Regions from separate parts of the Mus musculus genome. Here region 1 is linked to region 2. Evidence: chromatin contacts called from public promoter capture Hi-C data. All regions are on one chromosome and are shown on one strand. Each heading gives the region's core, a stretch centred on a gene start, on an enhancer-like site or on the middle of the called end of the contact. The rest is flanking DNA. Distances are from core to core; before and after follow the strand shown. Region 1 overlaps Ptprd (protein tyrosine phosphatase, receptor type, D). Region 2 overlaps Ptprd (protein tyrosine phosphatase, receptor type, D).

Evidence for each region. Capture Hi-C pulls out chosen DNA fragments and counts their contacts.
Region 1: a contact with region 2 is called in a promoter capture Hi-C map of adipose tissue, with 2.3 times the contacts expected there. The contact joins two enhancer-like sites. A contact is called at or near these places in 1 of 484 Hi-C or Micro-C datasets (liver) and 1 of 9 other capture datasets (adipose tissue).

Annotation. Positions count from the first base shown.
Region 1 is chr4:76,368,580-76,371,958 of GRCm38.p6, reverse strand. The region is part of intron 10 of Ptprd (protein tyrosine phosphatase, receptor type, D); the gene reads left to right. Among named protein-coding and RNA genes, the nearest start is that of Gm46893, 32 kb to the right of the region's middle. Within about 2 kb of position 1,803, at least 75 of the 459 cell types and tissues checked have an H3K27ac peak or open chromatin away from gene starts, as enhancers often do. A contact at or near this core is called in adipose tissue, where this site is marked.
Region 2 is chr4:76,098,957-76,102,445 of GRCm38.p6, reverse strand. All of the region lies in intron 22 of Ptprd (protein tyrosine phosphatase, receptor type, D), which reads left to right. Among named protein-coding and RNA genes, the nearest start is that of Gm46893, 240 kb to the left of the region's middle. Within about 2 kb of position 1,990, at least 1 of the 459 cell types and tissues checked has an H3K27ac peak or open chromatin away from gene starts, as enhancers often do. A contact at or near this core is called in adipose tissue, where this site is marked.

The sequences.
Region 1 (3,379 bases), core at 554-3,053, 270 kb before region 2:
AACCCTAGAACTAATGTTACAGATGGTTGTGAGACATCAGTTGCGTGCTGGGAGCCAATCCCAGGTCCTCTACAAGAGCAATAAATGTTCTTGATGATTGAACTTTCTCTAGAACCAATATTGATTTGATTTTATCTATTTATCATTATTTATTTTATGTGTATTGATATTTTGCGTGCTTATATGTCTATGTATCTCATGTGCATGGTGCTTTGGAGGCCAGAAGAGGGCATCAGATACCATAGGACTGGAGTAAGAACCAATTGTGAGGTTGCATGTGAATGCTGGGACTTGAACCAGAGTTCTCTGGAAAAGCAGCCAATGCTCTTAGCTGCTGAGCCATCTCCCTAGTCCCATATTTTGTTATTTTAAAACTATGTATGCCTGTATGTAGTTATGTGTATGTGAGTGTAGGTGCCTAATGAGCCCAAAAGAATACTTTGGATCCTTTGAAGTTACAGGTGGCTATGAACTACCTGCCATTAAGTACTGGGAACCAAGCTTGTGTCATTTTGAGGCATAAGAATCTCAGGACAGATAATAGACTTGGGCATCAAGAATCACTTCATAGTTCTTCATAAAAAGACATTCATATTTATTCCCATGCATCTTCAAGCATGTAATTCCAACCCTTTCTGTATTTTGATTCTGGGACACATCTCAAAAGCAAATTATTTTCTAGCACATGTAAAGGTGGAAATGACCACAATGTTCAGCTTCATTATTTGTTTTAGGTGATCCTGTAACATTCTCTATGTTGACTAACAAAGCCAAAATCAAATCTCTCTCTCTCTCTCTCTCTCTCTCTCTCTCTCTCTCTCTCTCTCTCTCTCTCTCTCTCGTACATACACACACACCACTAAGTTAAATGCCTTCTCAAACTCTGGTGTTTGTGACCCATTTTTAACAATTAAAGGTGACTTATATAGTCTTAAAAGAACATGGTATTCAGGAAAAGGGTAATAGCTTTTGTTTTCTTTCTCGTATGCCTAGAAACTTGCCTGGTTTTCTTTCCAAAATGACTGGAGAGTTTTGGGGTTCTGTGTGCTTTTGCTGTGTTTCTGATGGTAGTTTCCCTAAGTTTGCACATCTAACCTTAACTTACCTAGCATGAAACCCTGATTTCATTCACGTGAAGGATTTATGCACAGTGTAGCCACCACCCACTTTGCAATCTCCATGTGTGGCTTGATGATTTTTTTTTCCATGCCCTTTATTCCTTTGGCTAATTGACAATGGTTCTGTGGCATGGCTTTGACTGGGAAAGTTCTTGTTGGTAGCCAAGGCCCTCTGCAATCTGGTGGCAGAGGAATTGGCAGGAAGCACTAGGAAGGCATTTTATATTGCAACCTTTTACTGAAAGATTGAAAACCCACTATAGGTCATCCAAAGGGTATTCAGGTTTGGGCAGAACCACAGCTAAGGGAATTCACCAAAAGATCCTGTCTTCAGAGACCCTAGTCAGATTAAAATTTTCTATATTCCCTTCTGCACGAATGAAGTTTCTGTTCAGTTAGCCTTATGGCTCCTGTCTATGCTAGCTTTGCCAGATTTGACTGTAACACCGTTTTACTATGGAAATCAGCAACTCTCCCGCATTAGTCACTGCCATTTCTTGGTTTCAGTCTCTTTTAAATACATGTTCCATCTTACCAGACTTCTTTTTGTGCTTTTGTGCCTACACACTCAGCCATGAGTTCTGGTGGGCTGTGGGTGGCCTCCTCATTTCTATTGAACAGCTTCATAAGGAGCCCAGCTGTTCTCTGTCAAGGGTTTTTCTCTTTTATTAGTCTCAGAAGGCAGGGCTGGCAGGGTGCAGCATGTTGGTACAAGATCCCAGCTGTTGTAATTGAGCCTTTGGACTCCCTGATCATTTGAAACTTGGAGAAAATTTGACCTCATCATGGCATTTGTTTCTGTTTCTTCATTTGTTTGATTTTGCGTATCTTACAGTACGGTGATCACTCTGAAACCTAAAAACAGTATGGAGAAAATTGAAGTTGGATTTGCTTTTCAATTTGTGTGTTTGAGGGTGATGTAAGAACTAGGTAAAATGTTAGTTAATGAGGATACAGATAAATCTGTCCGGGTATACCTTTATTTGGTAAACAGCCTAAGCGACCTTAGCAAGATTTATTCACATTTTAAAAAATAGTGTGATAAGAAAGCCATTTTTGAGAGGCACTTTGGAAAATGGTTCGGAATTTAAAGAATTTGAAAGCAAACTCAGAGCCAAACCGAGATTCTGCTTTAAAAGAACTTTGCACTTTTATTTATCTATTTTCCTCCCCGGTTCTTTGGGTGATTCTGTAGGACAGGAGCTCAGGACAGCTGCTCTGATAAGCTCACCAGCTATTGAATAATGGAATCAAACACTTTAAGCAATGAAAATATCCACTTTCACTTTATTGTGGAAGATTGACAGACAAGAACATACATAATAACATACATTTATATTTAAGAAATGTAACTTATTTAAAACAGGGAACCTTGAGGGAAATGCTTGGTTGGGACTGAGTCATTACCCAGTTAAAAATAACCTTTCCAGGTCATGGCGTTTTGTTTGCCGCAGTGAAATAAGTTTATTTCAGCAGAATGAAGCCATTATTAGCTTGGCAGAGTCCACTTGTCAGAATTTTATGGAGCAGAACACCGTTTGGCTGGGAAATTCAATAAATACTGTAATGTGAGAGGAGTTAAACTCCAAGGGCTGAAGGGGCAAAGAGTGGGGGATTTGTTGCTAATTCATGGTTTTACAGCTTCAGAATAGCATTAGGATGGAGGGTGAGTTATCATTAGAGGTCAGGTGCATGCACCTTCTGTGAACTGCAGAGGAACCTGGATATGAGAGTAAAATAAAAACTTTAAGGTGCATTAGGAGGCAAAGTCCTGACTCAGTGATGTGAATATGACGTATCCTGGTACTCAGGTTTTCAGTGTTTCTTTTTGGAAGTTAATATTTCCTTACCTGCTGTTTTTGTCCTATCTTTGGTTCCTATAGCCTATGAGTGGCCTTGAAAATCCCACAACAAACCTCAGTCATTAGAGCAGCACTTGATGTGAAAATGGACCAGAGCCTTTTGTCAATGCAACAGCATAAAAAACCCAAACTATTGGCCACTCTCAAGTGAAACTCTGCTGGCTTCACCTTGAGCAACTTTGTCAGCATGACAGAGGGCTTAATTCCTATCTCTGTCACAGTATCACCCTAGGCAAGTTCTGTAACTTCAGCAAGCCTTGGTTTCCTTATCTGCAAAATGGTGCTAATAATGGTATTTACCCTACAGAGTTACTTGAAGGTAAAAATGAAATCAGGCATATAGATTTAGAAAACTATCTAGCAAATTAAGCTAAGGACTTCATATTTCTTGGTTGAAAA
Region 2 (3,489 bases), core at 741-3,240:
ACACAGAGAAACCCTGTTTGCAAAACAAAAATCAGGTTGAAATCACTGCAGAGAAATCAGGCCAGAGCACATCAGAGTATGGAGTGGCAAAAAGCAAAATGATTTCCTTTTAAAAACAAGTGATTAGCATGTATTTGTTCCTACTCAGGAGGAAGGCTCAGTGCATATGACTGGTTTTTTACTCCTGGAGAGTCCATGTAGACACAGAAAATCTCAGTTTAGATAAATCTGAGGATATTGGAATAATCATAGGAACATCTGTGCCCTGGATGCCATTTCGCTTCCTTAACTTCATTCTCTTTTGAGCTTGCATGTCTCAGCGTAGCCAAGTTTGTTATAATGGGGCTTCACAATGCCCAGAACATGTTGTTTTCTATAAATATTGTCTAAAACATTGTTTGTGATGGAAAGTGTGATGGTTTATAATGCTGCCATTCACTCTTTAATAAGTATTAACAATTAACCATCCACTCAATTTATCTCGAACAATTTTACAGCTACTGTGTGGGATTTTTGTGTGTAGTATTTTAACTGTATTTCCTGACATTGTGATGTATAGGGGTAATTTGATGGGAAATAATTGCTCAGAAGATGTCTGTCTTATGCTAGAATGGACAGTAAAAGTGTGTGTTTTAGCTCTTATGTAAATCTGCTTTCGATGAATTACTGCATCCAAAAAAAAAAAAAGGAAAGAAACTGAATATAAACTATATAAATATATAAATAATATAAATCATGATTCTTTGGGGGAGGTTAACTAGGTATTTTTAATTGCTGTGTTATTGACCTTTTGTAAGGGATAGCTGATTAATACCAGTTTTACCAAATTTTGCTGGTGGGATCTAATTCTTTACTAGCAATGGTGTCACGAGAAGAGTTATAATAAAAAAGCTGAGAGCTGACAATAGGGTAAGTACAGTCAGAACCAACAAGCCTGACCTTGCCCTCGGTAGGTAAATCTCAGCCTGCGCATTCTCATTCCTTAATGATTCTGCATGCTCATTTTATTTTGGCTACAATCAATGTTAGATTAACGCTTTCCGTTAAAACTGGTCAGGCTGACTTAGACTTTTTAGATAGTAAGCCCTTCTATGTTTGTTGAGTTTTTCTTTTTTCTTTTGTTTTCTTTTTTTTTTTTTTTTGTTTTTCTTCATTGACTTCAATAGGAGGGCATCTATCAGTTACTTTATTTTGTTCACTTAAACGTCCTTCCACAAGTGAGTGCAATGGATGGATTTTCTTTATTCTAGAATGTGGAAAGGACATAGAATAGATATGGAAATGGTATTTCTGAAATCTCGGGTTTCCATCAATTATTTGATGTTTGGGGTGCTAGTCAGTTTAGTGGGGATGGGAGATATCAAGGAATTGGTTTAGAAGAAGAATTTAAAATGCAGGTAGGTGATTTTATTTGAGGATCTCTGACACATGGTTTCATTTCCATACATCTCCCCCATTCATTATTTAACAGTTATTTTGACCATTGGTTCATATTTTTTGTTTACTCATGTTACTAAGCCAAGGTTCATAAATTTATGTTAAAAATTTTAAGTTTCAAAGTATTGTTTTTGGTTTTTTTTTCTGCCCTTATTGTTCGTTTATTTATTTTTGCCTTTTCTTTTGTTTTATCATTTTTTTCCAACCACTCCTGTCCTTTCACTCAAATCCTCCTTTAACTCACTACCAAAATAAGAGCCATCAGCTCCTCCTCAAGATATTAGTTGTACCAGCCCAAGTTCCACTAGTATTTTGGTAAGTTGGCAACCTCCACCAGTGGAAAAACAGAATGGCATTATCACTGAATACTCCCTCAAGTATGCTGCAGTGGATGGGGAAGACTTCAAGCCTCATGAGATTTTGGGAATTCCTTCGGATACTACCAAGTACCTTTTGGAACAGCTGGAAAAATGGACTGAATACCGGATCACTGTGACTGCCCACACAGATGTCGGCCCTGGCCCTGAGAGCTTGTCCGTGTTGATTCGAACCGATGAAGATGGTATGTTGCCTCCGCTCCGTCAGTTCGCTCCTCTGACACAGTCTGGGTCTGCTTTGGATAGGCTAACAGTTATTCTTTTTAAAATTTTTTCTGCTCATCATTTTTGATCCAACATTTTTATTATGTAACTTTTGGCCAAAGACCTGTCTTTCCTAATCCTGGGCTATTTTTCTTATTTTCTTGTTCAATTTCAATTCAACAATTTTCTACCTTTTAAAGGGACACTTTGCTCTTATGGTCCTATGATCCAGATTTTCTCTGTACCTCCAAGTAATGTCTCCTGTGTTTTTCTTGGCATTTTTTATTAAATTCTCTTTCATTGTGGAATTAACTTTCAAAACTGCCACCTTCTTACTGTCTTTTGTCTTGTGATTTTTGGCACCTGTTGTATGGAACGACCTCTTGATATGAGAAAAAAAAAAGAGAGAAGAATCCATATAGTCAAGAATCTTTTTATTCTGCTATTAAAACAAAAATGTTAAAAAACACACAACTGTCAACAATCTGTTTTTGTTATTATTTCAGTACAATACTTCTTTGTGCTTTAATGCTTTGGACCTCAAAGCATCTTCCTTGGCTTTTGTACATTTTTTTTACATGTTTTTCTATTTCTCTGATACTCTTTTTTTTTTCTTCTTCTTCCATTTTGGTTTTTGCATCGGTCATGTTTTTTGATCTTTTCTTAAAATGTAGAGCAGATTGGTTGATCATTTTCCTTAGTTGAAGATGTCTGTGTTCTTCAATGAAGCATAGTGGGTCTACCCATTTTTGTAAAGAAAGCACTCTTGCTGCACCGGTGACGAGTGCCTATAATTGTCTTTTACCCATGATGTTGTTGCAGTTCCAAGTGGTCCTCCTCGAAAAGTCGAGGTGGAGGCTGTCAACGCCACAGCTGTTAAAGTCTCGTGGCGCTCACCTGTGCCCAATAAGCAGCATGGCCAGATAAGAGGATATCAGGTGCACTATGTGAAAATGGAAAATGGCGAGCCGAAGGGTCAGCCCATGCTGAAGGATGTCATGCTGGCTGATGCACAGGTGAGCCTGTTTTATTGGTTAACATTGCTTCTAGTCTGTGCCAGAATTTACCCTTTTGTGCTTTAAACACTATTCTACTAAAAATTCTAGGCTTTAAAACCCATTGCTATGTATTTACCTTATATATTAAAAGTAACGTCAACTAAAATTAAACTGAAATAAATTGCTTTTAAGTTTAATTAAAAGTCACTTTAAAAAATAGATATTATGTTCTTTATGTCTGGGTCTAAATTGACACTCCTCACTTCAAGAAATAATGATGAGCCTAACTAAGCCACAATAAAGTATTCCAAGCTACACTTGGGTCGATAGAATCTACCTTCTGCTATGTTTAAATTACTTGGACCAAGGTTGATCTAATTTCTTAAGTCTGGGGTTTTTACTAGAGAACAGACATTTTTATTCAGGGGAAGGAACTCAGCATTTTATTTTATTTTGCCTTTCATCAGGTCATA